Regions from separate parts of the Ovis aries genome. Here regions 1 and 2 are each linked to region 3. A link is a contact called in public Hi-C data. All regions are on one chromosome and are shown on one strand. Each heading gives the region's core, a stretch centred on a gene start, on an enhancer-like site or on the middle of the called end of the contact. The rest is flanking DNA. Distances are from core to core; before and after follow the strand shown.

What was found. A called contact is a pair of places that touch in the nucleus more often than the background predicts.
Region 1: a contact with region 3 is called in a Hi-C map of tail adipose tissue, with 4 times the contacts expected there. The contact joins the promoter of ARHGAP26 here to the enhancer-like site in region 3. A contact is called at or near these places in 8 of 16 Hi-C or Micro-C datasets (blood, hypothalamus, liver and 5 more).
Region 2: a contact with region 3 is called in a Hi-C map of tail adipose tissue, with 8 times the contacts expected there. The contact joins two enhancer-like sites. A contact is called at or near these places in 13 of 16 Hi-C or Micro-C datasets (blood, liver, mesenteric adipose tissue and 6 more).

What each region holds. Positions count from the first base shown.
Region 1 is chr5:51,459,282-51,463,397 of ARS-UI_Ramb_v3.0, forward strand. ARHGAP26 (Rho GTPase activating protein 26) reads left to right here and starts at 1,826. Exons shown (of 22, transcript XM_012178665.5): 1 at 1,826-2,324. The coding sequence starts at 2,171.
Region 2 is chr5:51,399,808-51,404,102 of ARS-UI_Ramb_v3.0, forward strand. No RefSeq gene overlaps it. Among named protein-coding and RNA genes, the nearest start is that of FGF1, 19 kb to the left of the region's middle. Within about 2 kb of position 2,159, at least 9 of the 54 cell types and tissues checked have an H3K27ac peak or open chromatin away from gene starts, as enhancers often do. A contact at or near this core is called in muscle and tail adipose tissue, where this site is marked.
Region 3 is chr5:51,596,072-51,600,308 of ARS-UI_Ramb_v3.0, forward strand. ARHGAP26 (Rho GTPase activating protein 26) reads left to right here. Exons shown (of 22, transcript XM_012178665.5): 5 at 3,525-3,626. Among named protein-coding and RNA genes, the nearest start is that of ARHGAP26, 140 kb to the left of the region's middle. Within about 2 kb of position 1,855, at least 16 of the 54 cell types and tissues checked have an H3K27ac peak or open chromatin away from gene starts, as enhancers often do. A contact at or near this core is called in muscle and tail adipose tissue, where this site is marked.

The DNA.
Region 1 (4,116 bases), core at 576-3,075, 140 kb before region 3:
GGTGGTGTCATCTGCATATCTGAGGTTATTGATATTTCTCCTGGCAATCTTGATTAACCCAGTCAAGCTCTTCCCCAAATTCCTGATCCACAGAGATTAGGAGAGAAAATACAATGATCATATTTTGCTTTAATCTATTAAGTTTTGGTGTGATTTGTTATGTATTACTTAAGAGCCAGAACACCTACTTTTAAGTGCTCAAGATATAGCATTAAGCAGATTTAGTTTCATGGAATTCCATTCCACATCTTTCTCATTCTTGGCAACTGAGGAACAACTATTTTCAGACTTTTAATTATCCATTTGATAACTGTTTGGGCCTGCTATCAAATCTAAATTTGTAGCTACAACTGGCAAACAGATCACATTCATTCATTCATGCATTTAATAAATCAATACCTCCATGTAGATGACTTCTCTAGCTCCCGAGTTAGCATTGCCTTCTCAACGTTCCCAACTTACTATGCAGCATTGCTATTGCTTGTCGCTTTTCTATCCCACTAACCAGTAGCAGACAGGTTCATTCTGTGTTATTCATCTTCGCATCTTTAGTATCTAGTCTAGTGCCTGCACATAGCAGACCTATGTAAAAACAAAAACAAAGACAACCAAACAAACAAAAAACAAGCCACATACACACACACAAAACCACCTAACTGGAGGGCTCCTCCTTCCTAGACATACGAATAATTTATTCAAAGACAGTCCCTTTCCTCTAGCACTTCATAGTTCAGCACTGGACACTGTGGGATCCAGACTGACAGGTGCAGTTAGTGAGCTGCCTGGATTGATTACTGTGGTGGAACCCAAGGGCAATAGGGCAACACATTACAGGAAAGTGGAAAGTGGAGAAAGACACGGGAACGGATCCATTCGTTTATTCCACAAATCCTTATCAATCGCCGTTGCACATATAGCACAAGGGAAGCGCTCAGTATCTGTTACTAGATGCCAGCCACTGTTCTAGGCGTTAGGGATGCCGCAGCGCACAAGAAAGCGGCGGTGGCTCATTTCGTAGTCTTGAAGCTCACAGTATTTATTGCAAAGGACTACAGGCAGTGGACGTAATTATGTAAAATTGTGTGAGGTGCCCAGCAGGAAAACAGGCGGCTGAAATTCTTGAAAGGATGTTAGATCTTTCGGTTGGGGGCAGCCGTGGGCGGGTTTTGAGCAGGAGTGGCCTTGAGGGGGCCGGACTGTAGGGGGCGGGAAGACTGCAGGCCAGAAGAGCTGGTAGTTTTAAGATGTAAGTATGTTTTGCTTGAGTGGAAGAAGGAGCTTGTGTCTAGGGGCGACGTGGTCGCTTGGTACGCTCGGGGTTCTCCTGGGACGTGCGCGAGTGCTAAGTCGCTTCAGTTGTGTCCGACTGGGGAATGCATTTTGAGTGTAAGCACGATTGCCTCAGCCTTAGGGGAACTGCAGCCCTAAATTCCTAGATTTTTCATGTTCGGCACATCTAGGCTCCTCCGCTTCCCAGATATGCAGACGCACCGTCTCCGGCTCGGATCCCGGCCGCTGCGCTGGCCCATTCGGCAGCAATCTTCGTTCCTTCCCGGCTCCGACTGTGCAACCCAGAGCAGACGGGAGAGGGCGGAGCTTGTGCTGCGGACCTAGGCGGTGGCGTGGGCCACGCCCCCGACTTAGACCCCGCCTCTGGACCCCGTTGATTGGGTTATGGTCGCGGAAGGGCCGGGCATCCTCGGAAGGCCCGTGGGTAGGGCTGAGACGGGGTTCTGATTGGCTTGGCTGGGATTAGGTCATTGCTAGCAGGTTCGTCCGGCTCGGACGCCGGCTGGGCGGCCGAGGCTGCTGTGAGAGGGCGCTCGAAGCTGCAGGAGAGCGAACTGGCGAGGGAGGCGGGCAGGCGGCTGCTGCACTCGCTCGACTGGTCGTTCCCTTCCCGTCGCCGCTGCGGGTCCTCAGCTGCTCTTCCTGCTCCGCGCCCTCTCGGTTACACGCCGTTGGAGCAGACGCTCTTCGTTCGCCTCCAGGCTCTGTTCAGGAATCGTGCGCGCCCGCGGACACCGCGCTGAGACCGAGCCGGCGCCACACCTGTGGAGCCGGCGGCCGTCGGGGGTGCCGGCCAGGGTCTCGCCGCGTGCGTGCTCCGGGCTGCGGGCCGCCGGAGCCCTGGGGGAGGCGCGCCCCCCGGCTGGGCGCCGCGGACACCATGGGGCTGCCCGCGCTCGAATTCAGTGACTGCTGCCTCGACAGCCCTCACTTCCGAGAGACGCTGAAGTCGCACGAAGCGGAGCTGGACAAGACCAACAAATTCATCAAGGAGCTCATCAAGGACGGGAAGTCACTCATCAGCGCGCTCAAGAGTGAGTGCCCGGGAGCCTGGCGGGGACGGTGCTCCGGGGCGGGAGGGGCCGTCGGGCGGCGCTCAGACCTAGGGGTCCCGCGCCCGGCTGGATTTCTGCCCCCGGGCGCTGAGGGACGGGCGTAGACCTTTGTCGCGAAGCGGAAAGGATACGTAAAATGGGCGAGCTAGCAACAAGACAGTGAAGGCAGAGACCCGTCACCCGGCCGTTTGCGTTCCGAGGGGACTGGGAGGTGACCGAGCGCGAGTAGCGCTCTGGGGCGCCGCGGGTGGGTGTGCGCGTCACACAGGTGTCTCAGGAGTGGGACTGGAGTGCCTGGAGCACCGTAGCATATTGGGAAACCCCTTCGCGTCCACGACTCCGGCTTCCTTGGGGGAGAGTTGCTCACCCCTGAGTGCCCAGCCGTGGGAATGGAGCGTGCCCTGCCAAGGGGGCGCTGCCTCCCCTCAGGAAAAGGCGGGTTGTGCCTGCTTCACTCCCGCCTGCTCAGGGCCGCCGGGGTCTCCGAGAGATCTCCTTCCCTTCCCAGAAAAGGGCTGGGTAGGGTGGTTGGTCAGCTCGCGATTCTTTGGAATAGTGGCAGCTTTTAACCCACCAGATCTAGAATCAGGGCCACGTACGTGTGCAGGTTCTGATTCTTGTGTTTAGCAGAAGGTGATAGGGGTGGGAGTACAGAATCAGAGTGTTCCTTTACTCTAAACTGTGGGCGAGGGTTTAAAAATAGAACGAACATATCCTCTCCCTCTCTCGCTCCCTCACTCTGCTTTTTTTACCTCTCCCAATATCCTTGAAAACTCAAAGGTTTGGGAAGGAATGTCCTCGATCTTCGCTCAGAAAGAAGTTTAAACTTATCCTTAGAGATTTTCGAACCTTTTGCAAAACCATTTTTGCAAATTTCCCTTTGGCAGGGGAGAAATGAAATTTACATTCTGTGTATGATTTCCCTTGTCATTTGCAGAGCCAGAGAGTGTCTCCTTCTGGCCAAACGAGTGCTCTAGGGATGGATGCCTTGGATTGCTGAGCTCCTTTTTTTGGGTGCCTTTCCTGTCTACCCATTTAAGAATAATTTGGTCCATCTTTTATTTTTAAGAATCAGAAATAACATAAAGGCAGATAGTGGAATTGTCTTTCACTTGACTTTTCCTTTCTCTTTGCTGCATTTCTTAATAGGTGATATCTTTCAACTAGGAAAGCTTGTCTTGGCAGAGTGCAGCCGTGGGCCTGAGAATTGTCACCAAGTCTCTTTGAAGGAGACTTAAAGTCAAGTGCCTGAGATGTCATTTTGTGAGCCTGTTGTTTCTAAAGATGAAGAAGACAGAGGAGCCCCAGGGCAGCAAGTGGTAGTCTTTTGAGGTGAAATAAAAGTAGAACTTTGGTGTGCTGAGGCTCTTCAGAGGCAGGGTCTCTGTTGGAGGTTGTGACCAGAAGCAAATGAATAGACTCTTCTTTTGTTGATGACCAGGGCCGTCCTTAGAATATGTGACCCCTAGTTTGGACTAAGTTAGGGGCTCACTTACAGGTTGGGCCCACACATTTTGTTTGAATCTCAGACTGGCTTTAATTGGGCCTCTGCTTTATTCAGCAAACATCTGGAGTGCCTGCTGTGTGCTCGATATTACCCTGGGCACTGAGGATGTAGTAGTGACTGTTCTGTTGTTCCTGTGGCTGTGGAGACTTACTCCAAACTAGGCACTGCTTCACCCACAAATTATCTCACGTATTATAACTCATCTTTCAAATGAGAAAGCAGGCTTGAAAGAATCACTGGCTGAGAGTCTCACCGCTCTAAGAG
Region 2 (4,295 bases), core at 909-3,408, 200 kb before region 3:
TAGTCAAAGCTATGGTTTTTCCAGTAGTCATGTATGGGTGTGAGAGTTGGACCATCAAGAAAGCTGAGTGGCAAAGAATTGATGCTTTTGAACTGTGGTATTGGAGAAGACTCTTGAGAGTCCCTTGAACTGCAAGGAAATCAAACTAGTCAATCCTAAAGGAAATAAGTCCTGAATATTCATTGGAAGGACTGATGCTGAAGCTGAAGCTCCAATACTTTGGCCACCTGATGCAAAGAACTGACTCATTAGAAAAGACTGTGATGCTGGGAAAGATTGAGGGCAGGAGGAGAAGGGGACAACAGAGGATGAGATGGTTGGATGGCATCACCAACTCAATGGACATGAGTGTGAGCAAGCTCTGGGAGTTAGTGATGGACAGGGAGGCCTGGGGTGCTCCAGTCCATGGGGTTGCAAACAGTCAGACACAACTGAGTGACTGAACTGAACTGGCCAAAGTGTTGGAGCTTCAGCTTCAGCATCAGTCCTTCCAGTGAATTTTCAGGGTTAATTTCCTTTAAGATTGACTGGTTTGATCCCTTGCTGTCCAGGAACTCTCAAGAGTCTTCTCCAGCACCACAGTTTGAAAGCATCAATTCTTTGGTGCTCAGCCTTCTTTATCTTCTGATTCTCACATAGAGGATATGAAAATTAGTTTGTTTTTTCTGTTTTACTGTGACTTCTAGAAAATGTAAAATTATATATATGGCTTGTATTTGTGACTTGCTTTATACTGCTATGGGACTGTGCTGGTTGGTTCAGCCACACACTCCCCTGTCCCAGCCAGATCTAACTGGTATTAACCATGACCTTGGACAAGTTGTTTAATCCATGGAAGCTCCATTTTCCTCATTAGTAAGAAAGTGTTTGTAGGAGTTAAAGAGGGTAATTAAAAAGCATTAGTAGAGTGCCTTTCCTAGAGTAGGTAGTCAACGAATGTAAGCCGTTATTTTTTGTTGTTAGTTAAACCCATAGAACTGAAAATTTACTGTAGGTCAGTAGCATCTTGTATTAAAGGCAATACTATGGGACACTGTCACAGTCTATCAAGTGAGAGAGGAAATCTACCCACCTTTTAGAGCAGTGGTTCTCAGGTGCTAATGCCTGAGAGGGGTGCTACTGTCATCTAGTGGGTAGAGGACAGGGATGGATATTGCTAAACATCCTACAACTTACAGAATAGCTCCCACCCCCCAAAACACATACACAGAAAATTATCAGGTCAGAATATGAGTAGGGCCCAAGGTGAGAAGCCCTAAATTAGAAGCTTTGGGTTGCTTGCAACTTACACTGATTGATGGTCAGGTTCTAGCGTATGTATGATGTAAAGAGAAACTGCAAATGCCATCCAGTTGCCTGCCTCCCAGCCAGCAGCAGCATCGTCATCCAGGAAGTTATTAGAAATGCAGATTCTCAGGCTCCATCTCAGTCCTGCTGAATCAGAATCCCTGGAGGTGGAGCCCAAAAATCTATGGTTTAACAAGCCCTCCAGCAGATGCTGAGATGCTAATATACTATAAAGGCTGAGAAGCCTGCTCAGCTGACATTTTCCTGGTTACCATTTCCTGCACATCCCAGGCCTGAGCAGCAGGTGGCAGCAAAGCCTATAAGGATGTTGTAATTCCTGCAAGAAACTTGTGCTTTTGCCAAATCAGTTGGTACGAGCTGGGCGCCAAAGTGTTTTCACACTAGATCACAGTTAATAATGCCAGCTTTCTCATTTCAGGGAAGTCAGAGGGGAAATGGTTCATAGTCATCCTAAGGTCCCTTCTTAGGCACATAGTGCTTCCAGGGCTTTGAAATTGTCCAGTTCTAATGTCTGTTACAAAGGCATCTTCTCCAACAGAGAATTTAGTGAGTAATCCGGTTTGGACTGTTCTCCTAAAATACTTCTCACCCTGTAAAATCCCAAAGCCAAGAGAATAAATCATTTCTGCTGTCCTCAGGCAACTTTGTGCCAAGTATTCAACTCATTACCCATCTGAAAGGACCCTTGGCCCTTCCTCATGGACTAGATCTAGTGAATGATGAACATCTCAAGTTTCCAGGGATCTTTTGCCTGGCAGAAAAAAAACTAAATTTGTTCAACAACCTTTGTTAAGGGTAAAAGTGAGCAAATTTCAGTTCAGGTAATTTTCCATTTGTGCCACAAGGGGGCACCCTCCACACCGTCGTAGGCATTTATGGTCTGGATTAAGGCCCTGAAAACGGAAGGTTGAGTGACCTGCTAGGCAGGGAAGAGTGGAGCAGGGAGCAGTTACTTTTCTTCCATCAAGTAGCTGAATGATGTGGCTTCAGAGTTAGACTTCAGTCCTGGACTCTGGGCTTCCCTGGTGACTCAGACAGTAAAGAATCTGCCTGCAATGCTGGAGACCTGAGTTTGATCCCTGGGTTGGGAAAATGCTCTGGAGAAGGGAATGGCTACCCACTCCAGTACTCTCGCCTGGAGAATTCCGTGAACAGAGTAGCCGAGCCGGCTAAGTTCATGGGGTCGCAAAGAGTCAGATGAGACTTAACGACTAACACCACACAACCTTGGACTGTAGAGCTAGGTTTCTCAAAAGTGTGATCCTTGGTCCAACTACCTGGGAAGTAGTTGGAAAAGCAAACTCTTGGCCCCATCTCAGATAGCTGTATCCGAGGCCTTGGAGGCGGGGCAGCCATTTCTTTTAACAAGCAGGCCCCACTCTCCCCCAAGGTGATTGCTCTGCAGGCTTTAGCTTGAGCACCACTGCTCTCCAGTCCAAAGCATCTCCCTGGTTATTGGCTGGGAGGCAAAACCACCTTCCTATCTGATCTCATCACACTTCTGCCAGGAAGTGAAATCTAAGAGCCCACCTTCTTGATGCCCAACATCTTCTTCAGGTCACTTACCTGAGAACACCTGAGGATACTGAGGTCTGTCATTGTGCATGAACCTGTGGAATCTCTGGCTCTGGGAGATACAAAGGAGTGCTGAGTTGGACGTCTGTCCTCATGGAGCTTCCACTCTTCCTGTAGAAGATAGGATTGCCACAGAAAACCAAAGACCGAGGGAGTCCCGAAGGGTGTGGTTCTGGCTACAGGGGGAAGCCGCGTGGAAGCTCCCTATACGCCAAATTCCCTTCCTGACCTTGGGCTTCCATTCTTTCCCAGTGCTGCTGCAGCTCCTCCCTTTCTCCTTCCTGTGCAACTGACCCCGCTGGGTTAGCCCTGATTTTCTCTTCCTTTTTCCCCTAACCTCTCACAGCTCTTGTCTTATTTCTCCCACCCCATTCTGGTTTTGTTTAAAATCACAAAAGTTCAGGGCCAGGTCCAGCAGGGGTGGGGACCCCAGGGGAGCAGGGGGAAAGGAGAGAACAGAGTGGACAAAGGCAGGTTTCCTTTGGGGTAAAGCCCAAGAACCTCTGACTGCACTGGAATCCTGGTTGCTCCTGCCCATCACGCCATGCAAGTCTGGGGGATTGAGAGCACCCCAGGCTGCAGAGTGTGGGAGAAGTGGCTGTACCTGAGCTTAGCTTTGGCAGGTGAGCAGAAGGGAGGGAGGGGCCATGCCAGCCCCGTAGCAGGGAGGAGCTGAGGTGTGATGGGGAGTCATGAGAAGTAAGACCGGATGGGTCTCCAAATTGAGAAGATGACAAAGTTTGACTTCGATGATGGAGGTACTAGAGAGCTATACTAGATTTTTGAACAGAGGAGAACTGTGCATAATAATAAACTGTATTGGTATTGAGAAGGTATCATACATGACAGGGGGTGCAAACTCAAATACCTATAATGTGAAGCAGGCCAAGTAAGAAGCAGTGGGCATGGAAGGTACTGGGGAAGCTAGAGAGCTGATGCCTGCCAAGATGAGCAGTTAGTATACAAATCCAGACAATTACTGCCATGGAGAGATAGAAGCCCATAGTAGCCATCTCTTCTAGTTTCTCAAGAGAAGTCAGAACTCTGGATTTTTTCCTTAATATGAAGTTCCTTCAGTATTAAATATGGCTAATTAAAAATGTAAAAATCTGGGCCTCTTGTTGGCCAGTTCTCACATGCATTTTTGGGTCTGACCTGGGGGTTTGTACCATAGTCTCAAAATACTATACTGTTTCTTCCTCCCTCAGTCTTTTGTTATCAAATCCATCCATTATGAACAAAAAATAAATACAACATTCGTCTATAAGTGGGACTATCTCATTGATCCCCCCACAATCCTGTAAGATGAGTTAGTCCCGCTTATGGATGGGACTCGGCCTCAGAGAGGTACAGTCACTGGCTCTGCATCACATAGTTACCAAGTTGGGAGCCAGAATTCAAATTCAGGTGGT
Region 3 (4,237 bases), core at 605-3,104:
AGAATTATGTACATTTACAAGAACACAAAGAAACAACAATCCCTCTACTAGGCCACTGAGGGAGCAAATTCAGGAATACCTCAGAGCCAGCAAGTTCCCTGTAACGGCCAAGTGGAAGTTTCCAAACTCTGCCCGTGTGATGCTAAAATTACCCATCCTCCTCCCCACTCTGGTGCCAGTTCGGTTGCTATAACAACCTGTTGCTACTCAAGAAGCGAAAGTTAGAGTGCTGGGGGCGGTGGCAGGGAGTGAAGGCTATGAATGAGGAGCATTCTTGTGCTAATATGGTGCTTTGGAGGTAGGGAAGATCCTATGGATTTTAGATACCTGAGTTTGGGGGAATTGATTTTTCTTACAGCCAAAGCTGGGTTCTCCAGTGAAACTACAGTAGACGTCAGAGAGGGTGGTTCAGAGTGGGGCTGCTCGAGTCCAAATCCCATTTGTGCTATTCACATATAAACATGGGGCGATTACTGACCTTCTTTTTCCTAAACTGAGAAATGGGGATCATGGTAGTGCTCACCTTACAGAGTTATTATGAGGAAGAAATCAGCGAACCCCTATACAGTGCTCAGAATGCTGTCATAAGGTCATTTGGTATTAGCTGTTCTGTTCCATACACGCAGTTCATTCACAAGATACGATGGAAGCCTGCTGCGTGCCTGGCACTGTGCTCCACATTGCTGTTTGGTGGAGAATAAATGCAGATGTAGTTGCCTTGCTCGTGGCATGCAGGGAGGAAGGCCCTGTACAGAATGGTATAAATAAGCATATGATCTCGCACATGGCAGTGGGTGCTGTGAAGGGTTTCCTTCCTGGGATGTGGGACATGGAAAGCAAGTGGTGTTTTGATAGAAGGAGGTAGGTTTAGATGCTGGACCTCATCGTCACTGCCGCCACCCCGGCTGCCGCCACCACCGTCAGCACGGAATTCTATCAAGCTCTTTCCATGTGCCAGGTGCTCTGCCAAGCACTGGATACGGCTAATCTCATTTAGTCCTGACAGTCCTACCATGGGGTGGGTGTTCTTAATGTTTTTTATGTTAGTCTCTGAGCTGAAAGGGAAAACTGGAGGCATTATCTGATTTAGTCATCCTGAATTTATAGATCAGGAAATTGAGTCCTGGAGGGACAGAGGTTTGTACGGAGTTGGGAATCATTACCAGGATCCTAACTCTGTCTTGGATCCATTTTGCCAACTACTGTGTACCCTCTGGAAGTCAGTGAATACTGTCTTGGTACCTGAGTTGGCTGAGTCTTACTACCTTCCTGTCTAAAGAACATTATCTCAGTCTTAGTGGAGTTATGCCCCCAGAGAGCTTGTTTCTGTTTTCTCAGGACAGGAACCGCTTCCTGTTCCCTTAAGCTCTGGCTGTCCTCTTGAGCATGGAATGTGGAGGCTCAAGTTGCCAGAAAGTCACAGAATGTCAATGACTCATGTTCCCAGGCCTCTTCTCACCTCTGGTCAGCTGGACTGTGCTGGCACAGGGTTGTCTTTTGGGGGTTGCCGACAAGGCTGGTGAAAGGGCTGTAAGAGTATTAAGCAGAGTTGGAACCGCAGCTCCAAGCCACTAGATTTCTGTGAAGGAAAAGCATTGAGTCAAGTGTCTTGCCTATACCTTTCCTATTTGAAGGATTAATGTGTCCTCTGGCTTTGTCTCCACTTGCTTTTACATGTTTTTTCATGTATGTAAGACTTTCAAACAAAATTCAGATTTGTAGAAATGGACGCATGCCAGCTCAAATGGATAAATGATGATTCTGCCCATTTTGTGAGGCTTAGAGTCTTGGCGTTGACCCGATGAATGACGTTCTGATGCCACGGGTGCTTGTCGGCACTTCAGGTGATGGTCTCTTGGCGTCTCCGTGACGCTTAGGCTCTGGGTGTTCTGCCAGCTGCATGTGTCAGTCCCCTCCCGCTCACTAGGTGAGCAGCGCTTTGATCACACTTCCCCTCCCCAGGGAGGCCTCTCCAGAACATTTGTCTGCAAGAATCTTTGGGGCTGCACCCTGTTCCCTTCATGGACCTGTGGCAGTCTGAAATCGTGCTGTTTGTTTCCTGGTTAATTGTGTTTCTCCTTCTGCTTGAACACCCCCACCATGAGGGTGGGGCCTTTTCTGCCTTATATTTCCAGTGCCTGAAGGATCCTTACATAGAGTGTTTGCTCATTACATCATCATTAAATGAAGAGAGGTCTCAGCTTCCTTATCTGGCCACAACATTTTTTTCTCCTCTTATAAGCCTTGGAGTTGCAGAAAAATATCTCCGGTGGAATCCCCAAAAATCAAAAGCAGGAGTGATGCACCCAGTTAGTGCATTTGATCCTGTTTATCAGGCCATGGTGGACCTTCCTCCAGCCCCCTTGCCTGCCATCCCCACTGAAATGTGGAGGGAAGAGAAACCACCTACGACAGTATGTCCAGGTGTGGGCTTAGAAGCAGCTTGTCTTGGGCTCAGACTCCAGCTCTTGTCACTCTCTGGAACTTTTTACAGAAGTTAACCTCCTGCATCTAAGTTTTCTTATCTGTAAAATAGGGAATAGAAACTCAGTGACTTTGGGAGAGCAGGGATTATTACTTGCAATACAGTGTTTACATACATATATTTTTTATTTTGAAAGCAATCATATAGGATAATAGACATCTCCCTAATGGAGGAAAACATCACTCATTATCCCATTTGCTATCTCAGGTATTTTCACTGAAGTGCCTTCCCACCTAATGTTTGTCTGCAGGTAGACACATCCTTTGTAGGATGCAACAAGTTTGTATCATGCTGTCACTACTTTTCATTACATTGTGAGCATCCTTCCATATGATAGCTAGCCTTCCAAGTTATGTGTATTGAGTACCTCATATTTTAATTATCCCAAATTCTATTCTTAGGCAGCAATGTTACTCTTGCTTTTTTTTTTTTTGGTTATTATAAATGCTGCTACAGTGAACACATCTGGGAAGATAACATCTTCTTTGTTTTGAATGATTCCTTACCTTGAAGATCCATATGTGATATTATTGCATCAAGGATGTTTAGGTCTCCAAATTAAACAGTGCTTTTTGAACGTGGTTAAAGCTTGATCTACCATTAGTTCAGACTTGTCCCCTTTGAGGTGTATGTAGACCTTCCTGTTTGGGGATTAGCTTTACAGATAACTTTCCTTCTTCCTTTGGCTTTGAACATCCTTGTGAGTTATAAACTAGAAATTTCTATCTTACAACTGAAGTTTTTAGAAGGTGGAGTCCTGACTCTGCCACTATGAAATACTGGTGTCTACCTCGTTTCTGGTATTGCAGTGGCTCCTCTATGGTAGACCCTCAGAGCGGTCAGGATATTGATGTGTGGTTGTTTGGTTTCATGGGCATTATTGGAAGAGTAGGAGCTGGGTGGTCTGCCACATTTCTGAGTCTAAGGGAATGATTAACCCGTGAAGATCAACAGGAAGAGTCTGACCCTGGGTTGCTTTCATTCCTGGAACATCTTATTTTTCTTTTTTCTTTCTCTTATCCTCTTTTTTTTTTGCCAGGAGGCCAAAAAGAAGTATGACAAGGAGACAGAGAAGTATTGTGGCATTTTAGAAAAACACTTGAATTTGTCTTCCAAGAAGAAAGAGTCTCAGCTTCAGGAGGTAAGAGACTTTACTAGTGTCCTGAATAAAGTGTTTTAATGTTTCCATGGTGCTGTGGATATGTGCTGGTTACTCTTTGCTGGAACATCCTAGGGTTGGCAGGGACCTCAGAAGCCAGGAGCTTCATTCTCATCCCTCCTTCCATGCTTGCTGCCCACGTGGCCTTTGTCCCTTCTCAAACTGCAGCTCACACTGTGTGCTGTCCATCCTGTCCATGGCAAGGAACATGCAGCTGGTTAAAATCATCCTAATCACTAGACTGTGCTTCCTCCTTTCAAACTGAGATCTGTTTTCCTGTTTCTCTCACCCTTGACTTTTGATTCTGTATGCCCTTACCTTGCCTTTTGACTTTCTCCTTACATCACTGATTTGAAATGTTAGTATCTGAAACCCTTTGGTCATCCTTCCTTAATGTGAAATGAAAAAAAAAAAAAATCCAACCGCTACTTGACATTATTATTTTTTTCTTTTAAGCAGTATTTTATTGTCTCATATATTTTGTGCAGAGGTTACCTTGTTTCAAAAAAGTAAATTCTTTGATCTGCCCCTGTTTGTTTGTTTGTTTTTGCATAAAGTCTTTTTAAAGAGTGGTTAACTTGGAAAGAAAAGTT